Regions from separate parts of the Mus musculus genome. Here regions 1 and 3 are each linked to region 2. Evidence: chromatin contacts called from public HiChIP or PLAC-seq data. All regions are on one chromosome and are shown on one strand. Each heading gives the region's core, a stretch centred on a gene start, on an enhancer-like site or on the middle of the called end of the contact. The rest is flanking DNA. Distances are from core to core; before and after follow the strand shown.

Region 1 (4,565 bases), core at 415-2,914, 200 kb after region 2:
GTTTTATTCTTGTCTATTGAGACACAGAGCTCCAAGAAAATAAAGACTCTTGCCTGATTCGCTTTTACATGCCTGCATAAAATGGTATTTGAAGCTATAACTAATACATTTAATAATGGAAGAATCAGTGGGTGATGGATCTACAAGAATGGGGTAAGCCTGTACAGTTACCACTGTTCTTCTAATTACTATTTCAAATGCCCTAAGAGCTTCAAGGAATTGGTAGCTATATCTATTATACTCCCCCAAAACATAGGTGACTGCCAACTTTACATTCGCTGAAGTGATTTGCAGTCACAATCACATTGATCACAACAGTGTTCCAATCTGGCCTTTCTGAAAACAGATGGCAGGAGAGTATAGATTACAACTTGTCTCTTAGGGATCGGTATCTGTGAAAGGAAGAGCAAGCAAAATTGAGTGAGAAAAAAAAGAAAGGTTGACTGTGAACCAGGCCTGGCAACCGCTGGGACAGAGAGGTCTCTGATTAAATGTTTCATCAGCAGACTCCCTTCAGACAAAGTAGTGAGCCCTTTCAACAGAACTCCTTGTGCTCATCCCTGTGTGAGCCTCCTCACCCTACAACCTGGGAGGGATGACTGAGCCGTGGCAGCACACCCTGCTCACTTATTTGAGACAATCAGCTAAGTCGCATAACCCTAAACAAGGTTCTCAACTTCTCAGGGCCTCAAAATCTTTTATTTATAAAATATGAAAGTACACACTTAGTGGTTAAAATCAGATTGAAACAAAACTCTTGCCTTTTAGATTGTATGCATGCAGGGTAAAGACATTTGATCCTCCTGGAGCTGTAACTATAGACAGAATTCAAGAATTCAAGGTTGTGAGCCACTTGATGTAGGTGTGGGAACTGAATTTGTATCCTTTGCAAGAGCAGCCTCTTAACGCCTGAGACATCTCTCCAGCCCCCAAATAACTTAAAAGAAAAAAATGTATTTGTTTACACATAAAGCTCAAAATCATATTTTATTTCTCCTACGTATTCTTCCTTTGTTTTCTCAAATGCTTCGGCCCTCTCTGTTCTCTGCTGGCTTTTGATAGATCCATCGATGAACAGATGATTGTGTCTGATGAAAAACATGAGCATGTGCTTGCGGGAGTAAGTTGCTAATTGTGACAGATGTTTTCCGTTCGGCTTGGCTCTCCTGGTGCCCTTTCCAACCTTGCCACTGTCCCTTGCCCTTTGAGCCTGTGCTTTATCAGCCCCCTGCAGAGGATCACTTGACCTCTGGCCTCCAGGTTCATGTGACCCTCGAGGAATGACTGTGGTCTATCAAAGATACAGAGAGCGAGCCGGGTTTCTTCAGAATCTTTCTGGGGGACTCATCATTGTTCGTTATGTCCTTGCTCCCCTGAAGTTCCGGCTCTTTCAGACAGACGCTTCCACTGGGACCAGCTCTCTCATTTTACTGCTTCTTCCTCATCTGGCTCCTTCAGGATGTCAGACACACCCAGTGTCAGCGGCAGAGGATTCCTCTTTATCTTGTGGTCTCCACAGACTGTCTACACATTTGTAAACAAGCCTTTCAAAGTTACCTGCGGCTTCTCACTTAACCATTTGTTTCCCACCTAACCCCTAAGGATACGTGACTCAATTCTAATAGCTTCTGAGTCCATGTCACCAAGTGTTTCCAGAATCTAGATGTAAACCCAGGTTCCACGCTTTGGTTCCCAGCACTCATGTTGAGTGTGCTACAACTGCCTGTAACATCAGCTCCAAGGGAGCTGACACCCTGTTCTGCCCTCCTGCGGTATCTGAACTCATTTGTACATACCCTACACACATACACATACACATACACACACACACACACACACACACACACACACACACACACGCACACGCACACGCACACGCACACGTACACGCATGCGTGCACACACATACATACACACGAACACACACTCATGCATAATTAAAACTAAGAAAATCTATTATTTTGTTTTATTATTTTTACATTATATTCATTTACATTTCAAATGATACCCCCTTCCTAGTTACCCCTCCACCAACACCCCATCTTATCCCCTCCCCCTTCCTCTATGAGGGTACTCCTCCACCAGTTCACCCACTTCCACCTTACCCCTCTAGTATCCCCTTACATTGGAGCATCAAGCCTACCACTCCTCCCAAGAAAATCTATTTTTAGAAATAAATCTATTTTTTACTAAAGTGTTGCTCCCCCATTCTTTGGTTTTCTAAGAATGAAAATAGAATGGCTTGAAACCAAATAGAATCCACTTGCCTTTAATCCCAACCTTAAAGGTAGAGGCAGAATTTCTGTGAATTTAAGGGCAATCTGGTCTACGTAGTGAATAACCAGGATACAACAGAGAGACACTGTCTAAAACACAAACAAAGAAAAGAATTCTAAAGGACAACTGTGGTTTGAGGCATGTCCTATTGAGCAGAGTACTCATAGCTAATGGCTAAGTTCTTATCAATGGAGAGCAATGCAACTCCTTCTATGACACCAATATCAACTCATTCACCTCAGTTCCTTAAAGCAGGCGTTTGAGACATTGTGATATTTTCCAAAAACTATCTAATAAGTTACCGAGTTTTACTTAGACATGTAAGCCACATCTTCCTTTTTAACTATTGATCCACCTGTCATCAGATGCAAAAGCATTATCCTATCGTAGCTCTAAGCGTGCTTCTTAAAGCAGTCATTTCTAAAGTTAGGATGAGTTGAGCTATAATTCATAAGCTAATACAATGCACTCGCTGAGCCTCACCCTGAGTGGGAGAAGCTATGTTAAGTGAGGCACTGAAACTCTGGTGCCTCCCACATTCCTCAAGGGACCAGCGTTTTCTCATTTTTAATATATAAAGATCTCAAAAAGATGTGCTAATCTACAGTGGTTACCTAACTGCCAAGATATAAATAAATATGCAATGCTAGAAAACCAGACCACACAGTAATCATGGGCACATAAAGATTGTTGTACACTCACTTAGAAGAGAAACAACAGGGAAATTCTTTCATTTGGAGAAGTACACATTAGGAAGGAACCTTGGGATACACTGGTTCCTTTTCTTGTTGCTATGAAAAAAGACCTAAGAGGTGGTGGCACACACCTTTAATCCCAGCAGTTGAGAGGCGGAGGCAGGCAGACCTCTGTGAGTTCAAGGCCAGCCTGGTATATAGCTCAAGTTCCAGGACAGCCAGAGCTACCTGTCTTGAGACAGACAAAGCTACACAGAGAAAGCCTGTCTTGAAAAAGACAAAAAGACAAAAAGAAATAAAGAAAGAAGGAAAGAGAGAGAGAGAGAGAGAGAGAAGAAAGAAAGAAGGAAGGAAGGAAGGAAGGAAGGAAGGAAGGAAGAGAGAAAGGGAGAGAGAGAGAAAGGAAGGAAGGAAGGAAGAGAGAGAGAGAGAGAAGGTTTGTTTGGACCTATTGTGGGATATTTACCAGTGAAGATCACTCACACATGGTTTAATCCAATAGAAAGTCCTTATCAGCAGGTCTGTGACTACACAGACTGTTGAGGATTTCTTGAGAGAGTGCTCTCAGCAACAGCTTCTGAGGTTCAGGAAGTTGGGGACATGGTGGAAGAAGTTGAACGAACACACAAGTTCTGACTTAATGTCTCTCATCAGCCTCATCTTGGAGCAAGAACAGCGCTGGCTAGACCACCACTTACTCAGGAAGCTGGGTATTTGCTCCATCTCAGTCCCTGGCTGCTAGAGGTTCTCCTCTCCAGCCTCAGTTCCTATGGATCACTTGGCTCTGATGCTCCTTTGGGCCCAAAACACATCTCCAGAATATCTGCAGGAGCAACAGACTTAGCAGCCAAATCATACAGCCACTGTGGGATCAGTTCACCTTCCAGGGACATCAGGGAGAGGGCGGGGATAATGATCAAGAATAAGTCTGCAAATGTCAGCAGGGAGTGATTCACTCAGAATAAACCAGGCATAAGCGTGTGTGTGTATGGACCAGATCTGATAGCCATCTTTCTCCACATCACCTGGCTTGCCTAGGTCCTCCCAGCACCCTTAAGCACTTCAGCTTGGACATCAACTAAGAAACAAAATCAGGAATGAGTCGATTTTCGGGCACTCTCAGCTGAACTCTTCACCCTTGCATAGTCCTAAAGACCTGTTTCTCAAATTACTTTTAGAGCACAAGCCTCAGCTGTGTGTGGTGGTGTAATTTCTACACTCAGGAGGTTAAGGCAGGAGAGTTCAGAGTTTGAGGCTAACATTGGATACCTAATAAAACCCTGTCTTAAAAAAAAATCTTAAAGCAAACCATAAAATAATAATAAAAAACAAAAGTCCGCCCTCAGTGACTAGTCTGCACAGGTGAGTGTGCTGACTACAGAAGCTATATAGCTTCTGGGACAGGCAGAAGTGACACAGCTTTTGAGACAGACCCCGTTTCAGGCTCCAGACATCCTGGCACCTTCCCTGCCAGCGGAGGTGTCGCCTGGGAGGGCTCTGCCAGAGCACCTGGGAGAGCCATCTTGGGTCCCGGATCCCTCAGAGACTAGTCTGCAAAGGTGAGAGTGTGGACTACAGAAGCGACACAGCTTC
Region 2 (4,467 bases), core at 1,776-4,275:
CTCTCTCTCTCTCTCTCTCTCTCTCTCTCTCTCTCTCTCCCTCTCTCTCTCTCTCTCTCTCTCTCTCTCTTTCTCTCTCTCTCTCCCTCTCTCTCTCTCTCTCTTTACACCTGTAAATTTAGAATAAAGTCATCAATTTCCCACAGATCTAGGGGAAATTTGGAGATTATGGTCTTTTCTCCATACTGTCATGATTGCCATACGTAAGCTCAAACTTTTGTGCGTGAAAGCCAACCTTTTTTCTAAAAAAATTACTTTTCTGACCCAATTTGATGGCTCATCTGGAAAACACTTGTTACCAAACCGGGAGATCTAAGTTTTATCCTTGAGACCCAGATGGTAGAATAAGGAAACAGGTTCACCCAAATTGTTACCTGACTTCCACACATGCACCAGTACCCACACGCACACTCAACAGAAATGATTTTATGTTTGAGTCCGTGTCTTACTATATAGACTTGTCTTGACTAGAACTCACCATGTGGACCAGGCTGACCTCAAACTCTCAGAGATCTACTTGTCTCTGCCTCTGAGGTGTTGTGATTAAAAGCATGAGCCACTATGTCTGACAGTCACATTTTTTAAGTACTTTTCTAAGTGGAATATAAAAGACATGGCACCTTTAGCCATTGCTGATAGGTGAAAGTTGACTGGCATGTTGTCTTATTTGGCTTTTGACGCTCAAATCTTCACTTGGTAGTTTCCCTGTCTTTACTACCATTAAGCTCTGGGAGTGAAATATGTAAGATGTAAATATGTAAGATGGTCTCCATGTTTGGATACTGGATGCCCAGATGGTGGCACTGTTTTGAGAAATTGTGCAGTCTTTATGGCATGAAGTCTATCTCAACCCTAGCTCCAGTTTAAATGTCTCTGCTTCTGCCTCCTCAATGTGAACAAGCTGTCAGACAATGCTCCCACTGTGATAGTCAGAGCTGTTTGCACATACTTTATTGTATACTTCTCACTATTACAGACACACTGTGTTCCCAATATACTCATTCCAGTGTCAGAAACAGTGAGCCAAAAAGTGAGCCTTTTCCCTCTTATGCTTGTGTCAGATATTTTGATCACAGTGATCGCATAATAATTAATTTAGCTTTTCTGACAAGCTTTGTAGCTCCTGTATAAAGGTAAAATTTGTATGATGGTAAGGGCTGGGTGGCCACTCAGGATTAGTTATCAACATATATTAAGAGAGTAAACACACTGGTTTCCCCCTTTTCTACATCTAAAAAGACATAGGTTCAGCATTTTCAGTATGTTTTAGTCTCTAGGAGAAAGACACAGTTTCTGCCCTGTATATTACTTACAGCCCTGGGATATTTGGAACAGTATCCAATAATCAAACACATTAAGCTTTCTCTTGCAAGGCTAATCTATCTTTGCACAATGTGGAATAAATGAAATGTATAAATCATTTTTATGAGTTCTGGTGGGATTGGTGCCTCCACAAGAGTTTTTCCATCGAGCTTATAAAAAAAATAGTCACGAATGCAGACTTGCGCTCTGATTTGGTACCAAGCAGGGAAGAGAGCTGGTTGAATTGAGACCTTACTAAGCACCGATGTCACCTGGATCCTGTGAGTGCCGGTGGCCACTTTAGACCAATCTGTCATAGCCTTGGAAAACAAATAGCCAAGCGTGTCATATTACACATGAATTCTATGAGTAGAGATCTCTATTATAACTTACAAAGGACTTTTTCTTTAGTTTCAAATGCTGGGTAAAGTAAATCATTTGCCACATTTTGTATGTCAGTCCAGAACCCACTTTAAATATACTTTCTTATTGCCCACTACTAACTGCTAGGTACAGTGAGTACTCATAGATTTATGCCTGATAAATGGAGTTTTATTACTATTGTGAGTGGTGGTGCACACACACGCACACACACCGTGAAGCTCACATGGAGTTCAGAGGACACCTTGAAAGGGTCCGCTGTATCTTTCTACCATGTGGGTCCCAAGGTTGGGATTTGAGTCATGGGCATTGGTAGCAAGCACAATTACCCATTGACCCATCATGCCAACTTACATGAGCTATTTTTTAAGTAAGTTATTGTCTTTTGTTATGTGAAAGCATTATGCTGGTCTGTCTTGATACCTTACTCTTATTCATCTCCCTCACTTGATGTTTCTTGTCTCAAATTTTCTATAGCTTAAAACCCATCCCTCATGGGTAGGATCCCTACCTCAGCCCGAAGCTATGAGATCTTTGGTAAAGCACTTACTATATGACTTAGTTTCCTCACGTTGAAAACAGAAATAACGGTGCAAACCTCATGGCTATAAAGGTATCTAAATCTGTAAATCTCTCCAAGGGTTCTTGGCACATAGCAATGGGTTATTTTTAGAGCACAATTAGTGAAAGACTTAGCCAAGTCTAGGAACTTCATCAGTGGTTACATAAGAGGTTGATGATGAATAGTGACCACTTTCCTAACTCAGAAGGAGTGCGAAAACAACCAAGGTCTGTAAAACATGAAGACGGTGAAATATTATATTTACAGAAGAGATCCTTTTCAACCTGTTTTTCCTTGGCTCACTCTTGGTAATTGAAATGAATACTTGGTAAACCCAAATCAGGCTTTGTGGTTTTATTGTACTGCTCAAACCTGGATCTCTGTAGACACGTAAGACTTAGGATATAAACAAGGGTTGATGAAGTACACTCAGGTTCTAACCACCCCTTTCATCCCAGAAGCACTGGAAATTCTGGGTGAAGGTATCTGCCATCTTACTGCCATCACCTCCCAGCCCTGAGCTAATCCATCTCAATATTCTTTGGAGCTGTCTGTGTTCAGGACACTCTACTTCTTGGTGTTGCCAGTTTTTCTGTTTGCTTCGGTGAGCTCATGTTTCACAGTCTCCCTGAGTGGTTGGTGCCTTTCCTTCCTGTAAGCTAGGTGTTCGCTTCGTTACGATGACTACAAATGCAGTTTTTTGCTCATCTCTTTCTCTGACCTAGACAACTGTGACTCCCATTGTCTGCAGTTATCACACAGACAGCATACCTAACAGTGACACCCCTGTGTGGCTCTCAATTGCAGGATGGAAGAAGTATCTTTCCTTATCACCGAGCTTAAATCCTGACTGCATTTCCAGGACTCCCTTTAAAGGTCCGTTTCAAAGTTCACAGTCGTTGATCAATCACAGAGTTGTAATGCTATAACACTAGCTTTATATTCTCCATCTCCAACTGGCTTTGTCTAGGACTTTTGTCATCTAAAATACTACCAACTTAGAATTCTCATCTAAAGTACTACTGATAGTCTTACTAGCTTTCCAGCCTCTAGTTTTCTCAATTTGAGAGGTTTGGAAAGAAACTCAAAATACAATACGTATAGAAAGCTGGTAAAGGTGCCCTGAAAAGTTTCTTTGTACACATGGATAATAGAATGATGAACCATAAGTCATCCATGTGATGAAAAGCATCTCTCTGAGATAGTGAGATGGAAAGTCATCAGATTGACTTATAGCTCAGTGCAAATCTACACCAAACTCAGTCATTTCATTCTGCCACTTAGTTGGTAAAGTGTCTCACTATAGCCATCAAAGTTATAGCTACCTTCTTTGGCAGGAGTAGAAGGTCATTTTTATTTGAGTTCTGACTGCTTGTCCTCCTATTTTATTAAAATCCCCTGTCTTTCAGATGTCTGTCTGGGAAATAACTGCAGTAATGGTTTTGCTTGCCTCTCAGTTTGGGAGTTTGTTTGTTTGTTTTTTGTTTTGTTTTGTTTTTGTCTATCATAAACACTCCGTGCTGATTGATACAGTAATCCTCCATTTACTACAGAATTCTGAATAACTCACATCACAGAGTATATTAATTACTTGATCCTTGAAAGAATAATTAAATGCATACATGTGCATTACTACTTTTTAAAAGCTGACATGTTTAATGAAGGCAAGAAATTTTAATCAAATGGACATTCACAAAATGACAAATTGTCCTTATAGGTGACAGTGACATGCAAACAGAGGGTTGACGAACATTTCAATTAGTCTTTCTACTGGCAGCTTGAGTCCATTTAGAAAGTTTGATAGCCTATAAAGGTGATGTATACATTTTTGTTTCCTTGTTTTATATTGATATTTCCCAAGGAATAAATATGTAGATTTTCCCTATAAAAGTTGCTATAAGAATCATGATTTATAAGTTAACCTTCATGAGTTCCAATTTTGAATTAAAAGTAGGGTCAAATCATGAAGGAGTTCAGGCCATTTTGAGTAGGTTGGACTTAATTAATGCCAAAGATGAAGAAACCACAGAGTGTCATTTTAGATGTTTGAGTTTGATGAAGATGCACTACAAAGAAAGATGACCACAGCCTATGAGAATGGAAATATGGAATCCAAGGAGATAGCAACAGAATATCTGGGTCTGCAATGGGCACAGACTGTGGACGGAGGAGATGAAACACGGCACAGTGTAAGTGTTAGGATCATTGTGATGAGCTGAAGA
Region 3 (4,526 bases), core at 394-2,893, 230 kb before region 2:
TGTGTCTTTTTGCCTTATTCTCAGAGAGTTAGAATGTTCCCTGCACACTGACAGGGATGTCCTGGCTCCTCGGTGTGTGGCTGGATGTTTTCTAATGAAAAATAAAGTGTCACCATTGATGGTGACACATGCCAGTCATCCCTGCACTTGGGAGATAGAGGCAGGAGAACCAAGAGTTCAAAGCCATCCTCAGCCATAGAATGGTTTGAGGCAAGCTTGACCTGCATGAGATCCCATCTCAAACAACAACAATAATAACAACAGAGAAATTAGATACCTCTGATCTTGGACTTTGTCTTAGTCAGGCTTCTATTCCTGCACAAACATCATGACCAAGAAGCAGTTGGGGAGGAAAGGGTTTATTCAGCTTACACTTCCACATTGCTGTTCATCACCAAGGAAGTCAGGACTGGAACTCAAACAGGTCAGGAAGCAGGAGCTGATGCAGAGGCCATGGAGGGATGTTCTTTACTGGCTTGCTTCCCCTGGCTTGCTCAGCCTGCTCTCTTATAGAACCCAAGACTACCAGCCCAGAGATGGTCCCACCTACAAGGGGCCTTTCCCCCTTGATCACTAATTGAGAAAATGCCTTACAGTTGGATCTCATGGAGGCATTTCCTCAACTGAAGCTCCTTTCTCTGTGATAACTCCAGCTGTGTCAAGTTGGCACAAAACTAGCCAGTACAGACTTATTCAATTATTTTTGAAATAAAATGTATGGGTGTGGCTAAACTCAATGATATTCTCTCAGGTGTCTCAGTGCAGACGGATCCATCTCTTACTCAACATGCCAGCTTTGGGCTCTCCTCTGAGAAGATGGTGTGCTAAACCATGCCAAGTGCAGAGAATGCTACCTAGGCCTTCTGCATTTCCCTGGAACTCTCTACTCTATTGTCACCTCAGAAATGGATTCTACTATTGTGGGAGTCCCTTCTACACCGTGGAGCCATTGTGTTAAATGCCCAGGTTTAGACATCACCACACAGGACTGAATTCCAAACTATGTGTTGTTATATATAAACTGCATTTATGAGAGGTACCTAGCCTACAGTGAGAAAAAATGGGATTGCCAAAATGCCTTCTTGACCATTGTGGAGACTGTACATGATACTACATGTCACATACTCGTCACATTGCTTGGAGCTTCGATGGAAGTTGAGCTTCGATGGAAAATGATTTGACTGTTTATAGTTAGTTACCCCGAACTCATTATTTAAATGGTAACTTATCCCATTTTTTGAAATCTCAAAGCCTCATAAAGCCTTTCCTTTTGTTAAGACCAAACTCTTTCTTCTTGTTTATTTTGCCTGCTAATCCTAAATCTCTTTCCTTAAGCACAGCTTGATACGTCCAGCTTCTGAAACACTTTAAGCTACTCAGTACCAAACGGTTGACTTCTGGGAACTAGATAAAGGAGACATAACCCCAGGCTAAAATAACACTAGGTCACGGAAGAGATAAGATATGCCTACAGATACATGGATAAGATGAGTATTTGAAGTATTTGGGTGTCCAGGAATACAAGCTGTAAATGAATCACTGTTTAAATGGAACTTGAGTGCAAAGTACAAAAACCAGTGATAACTGGGATCCAGAAGAGGATGGTGGAATCTCGCAGGGACTGAGAAATCTTCCAAGCAGGATTGTACTCTGCCCTCCGGAACACAGAGACAAAGGGGCCTCCTGAAAGGAACAGCAGGGGCAAAAGCCCCCGGGTTACTCAGAAAACAAGCAGAGTGGCTCGGTTTCCCACCTGTGTGCTGCAGAATCGGCTCCAGGGCTTCAAAAGATGCATTCACCCACACGGGCACCAAACACTGGGAAGAGGCTGGAGACATCAAAATGTGTCCAGAGATATTTTCTTAATTGCAACTTATTTACTGTTCTAATTAAAATCTAATAAAATCGTTGTTCTGTGGGGTTTTTTTTTTCATTAATGAGTATTCAAAGTACAACTCTACCATGGGGAGTTTGGGAAAGTTATTAATATTGAAAGGATCTACTGAGGAACGATTTGGCGCTACCAGATCAAAGTTGACTGTAGCCAGGAGTCGCTTCATCTTTGCGGTGGGTAGAGTCTCCTCATGGATATGACTCCAGCCTTAGCCTCTCTCTGCCTTTACTTTTTTCTCTACTACCACTTGGCCCTCATCATACAAGTTTTCGTGATTTCTACTCTCTGGTCTCAGTCCATCTACATACCAAGTAAGGTGCCAGGCAGCTTTTACTGAGGAAAAAAAAAAAAAAAAAAAAAAAACAACGAACCTTCTGGAGTGGGGGAAATTGTGTGAATGTACACTTTCATTCCAGTCCAGTATTCTTTCTATAGACTTTGGCTTCCAATTGTAGCTTTTGCCTGAATTGTTACCACTCTCAGTCCAGCCCAAGCCACTACCATCCCATGTTGGCCCCAGAAGTTTCCAAACTGATCTTCCAGAGCGTGCTTCTACCCTGTTCCCATACTTTATCCTCAGGAAAGCTTCTAGAGTACTTCTGTTAAAGTATATGTCAGACCCAAATCCCCTAGTTCTCCTATGCTCAGTCCCCTAATGCGTTCTCTTAAGTTAAGTGGGTTCTACTCACCCAGGCATTTCTTAGGACCCGGTCTCTCCTAGCCATCTCCTGCATCCGCTCTGCTTCAACCACATACACTGAACTGCCGTCCTTCAAGCTCATCAAGTGATTTGACTCATCTCAAATGATCATGGGATACATACCTAGCGAGCTACTAGCAAGTCCCCACCACCACCACCACCATCCCCTTTGGTGAGAATTTATTGTTTGGACTGCAGAGAGAAGTGAGAATGGTCTGAGGAGAACTTGTTGATGGTAAAAACCTAGGTTTGTTTGTGATCTGAGGACATTGTCTATAAATTCCTCTAGTAAAACATTTTTTAAAAACTTGTACAGTTGGCTTACTATACTTTTTATCACAGTATCTCTTTCAAGCCTTCATTTTTGAACTGTCATTATAGCGGCATTGTTTGCCGTCTGAGAGTCTTTTCTGCTTTGCATTCAGAGACTCCTGTCTGTCCTGAATGTCCCATCTCCTTGATCACTTACTCTACAGTCTCAAGCTCTAGCCTCTTTGCCATTTTAAAGAATTCTCATAGTCCTTGGCTCCTCTTATCTTGGCAAACTGAGAAATCTTACCACTAACAGGCTCCCCCTGCCCCATCTGTACACTGAGTCCTCTTAAATCCAGTCCAGACTTCCTTCTTGAGACTTCCATGCCTTCTAGCCAGTTCTTTCTGTAAGTTCAAATGTCGTTTCAAACTGAGTATGTCTCAAATTAGACTCATTACTTTCTTCCATCGTCAGTTTTTCCAGCAAACTATAGTCCCAGTAAATGTAACACATCTACCCAGACATCAAGCCAAAAACTTCAACACTCCATTGTCCTCTGCACCCATTTCTTTGCACTGATCAGCAGCAGACGGTATCTTTGCCAGGAGCGCAGTCTGCTGCTTTGCATTCAAGATGGTTCACGACAGATCTCAGCCTGTTTACCGTTTAACCAGGTGATCTCTTGGTACCCTGGAAGGATAGCTGTGGATTCTGGATGCTGCCAAAACTGGGTTTGTATTCTGGCTCTGCTCTTTGCAGTCTTAGGAAAGTTAATGAGTCTTCCTGAATCTCAGTTTTCCCATCTGCCAAATAATAATGACCTCACACATTCCTTGGAAAGATTAATTGGAGTAATTTAAATGCAAGCCATCAGTGTGACACACTGCTGTTCACAAGGGGCCCTCTCATTCGTTCCTATGAGACAATCCACCAACTTAAACATTTCTCAGCTGAAGCACATTTGCAGTGTGCTCCCCGCCCCCATTACAAACAGGTTATGAGTGTAAATCACAGCTTTATGCATGATTTACCTTGATGGGCTGGGGAGGGGTACCTGGAGGGAGTGTCATCTGACACTTACAAGCTAATTGGTTTATTATTTGGAATAAGTAAGTGATCTCCATAGTGAAATCACACTGGAAGACAGTGTCTTTGTTTTCGTTGTTTTATTCTATAGCAAAGGGAGTTTCATCTTGCCACTTTTATGTTAAAATCTTCACAACTCTACTTCCAAGAATTACAGGGATGGACTGTTAGGATCCGAAGCCTGACTCCGGGAGTAAAACTCAGCCAAGTTCAAATGTCCTTATTAGCTGCATGGCCAGTTATTTCATCTCTATCCTTTAATTATGACATAGAGTTGCTGTGGAGATGAGTTAGCACAATGAATGTAAAAAGCGTAGAAAAGAGCATCTATCTCTTCCACTAACACACCACCAACCCATTAGACCAAAAGAACCCACTAATCACAATGTTACTTCTGGGAATGTACACAAGCAGCCTGGAGGTCCCTCAACATAACAACATAATAACACATAACACCTGCTTTGCAGAAAGCATCAGTTATATTCCGCGACGGTTCTGACAACTGGAAGGGGTTTTAAGGAGTATTAAATATCAGTCTGTAAATTATGTTCTCAAGGTTATATTTCTAGTATAGAGAATAATTTGCATTATTG

What was found. HiChIP or PLAC-seq counts read pairs in DNA pulled down with a chosen protein or histone mark.
Region 1: an H3K27ac HiChIP or PLAC-seq map of extraembryonic endoderm stem cells shows a contact between it and region 2. The contact joins two enhancer-like sites. A contact is called at or near these places in 1 of 39 promoter capture datasets (liver), 1 of 484 Hi-C or Micro-C datasets (bone marrow-derived macrophages), 1 of 115 datasets of contacts at active chromatin or transcription factors (extraembryonic endoderm stem cells) and 2 of 9 other capture datasets (adipose tissue and liver).
Region 3: a contact with region 2 is called in an H3K27ac HiChIP or PLAC-seq map of extraembryonic endoderm stem cells. The contact joins two enhancer-like sites. A contact is called at or near these places in 1 of 15 datasets of contacts at CTCF or cohesin (the NIH/3T3 cell line), 13 of 484 Hi-C or Micro-C datasets (the G1E-ER4 cell line, bone marrow-derived macrophages, embryonic stem cells and 4 more), 4 of 115 datasets of contacts at active chromatin or transcription factors (differentiating embryonic stem cells, extraembryonic endoderm stem cells, fibro-adipogenic progenitors and 1 more) and 1 of 9 other capture datasets (embryonic stem cells).

What each region holds. Positions count from the first base shown.
Region 1 is chr15:6,667,772-6,672,336 of GRCm38.p6, forward strand. No RefSeq gene overlaps it. Among named protein-coding and RNA genes, the nearest start is that of Gm2245, 16 kb to the left of the region's middle. Within about 2 kb of position 1,665, at least 11 of the 459 cell types and tissues checked have an H3K27ac peak or open chromatin away from gene starts, as enhancers often do. A contact at or near this core is called in extraembryonic endoderm stem cells, where this site is marked.
Region 2 is chr15:6,468,241-6,472,707 of GRCm38.p6, forward strand. The region is part of intron 5 of C9 (complement component 9); the gene reads left to right. Among named protein-coding and RNA genes, the nearest start is that of C9, 25 kb to the left of the region's middle. Within about 2 kb of position 3,026, at least 4 of the 459 cell types and tissues checked have an H3K27ac peak or open chromatin away from gene starts, as enhancers often do. A contact at or near this core is called in extraembryonic endoderm stem cells, where this site is marked.
Region 3 is chr15:6,242,963-6,247,488 of GRCm38.p6, forward strand. No RefSeq gene overlaps it. Among named protein-coding and RNA genes, the nearest start is that of Gm16311, 65 kb to the right of the region's middle. Within about 2 kb of position 1,644, at least 9 of the 459 cell types and tissues checked have an H3K27ac peak or open chromatin away from gene starts, as enhancers often do. A contact at or near this core is called in extraembryonic endoderm stem cells, where this site is marked.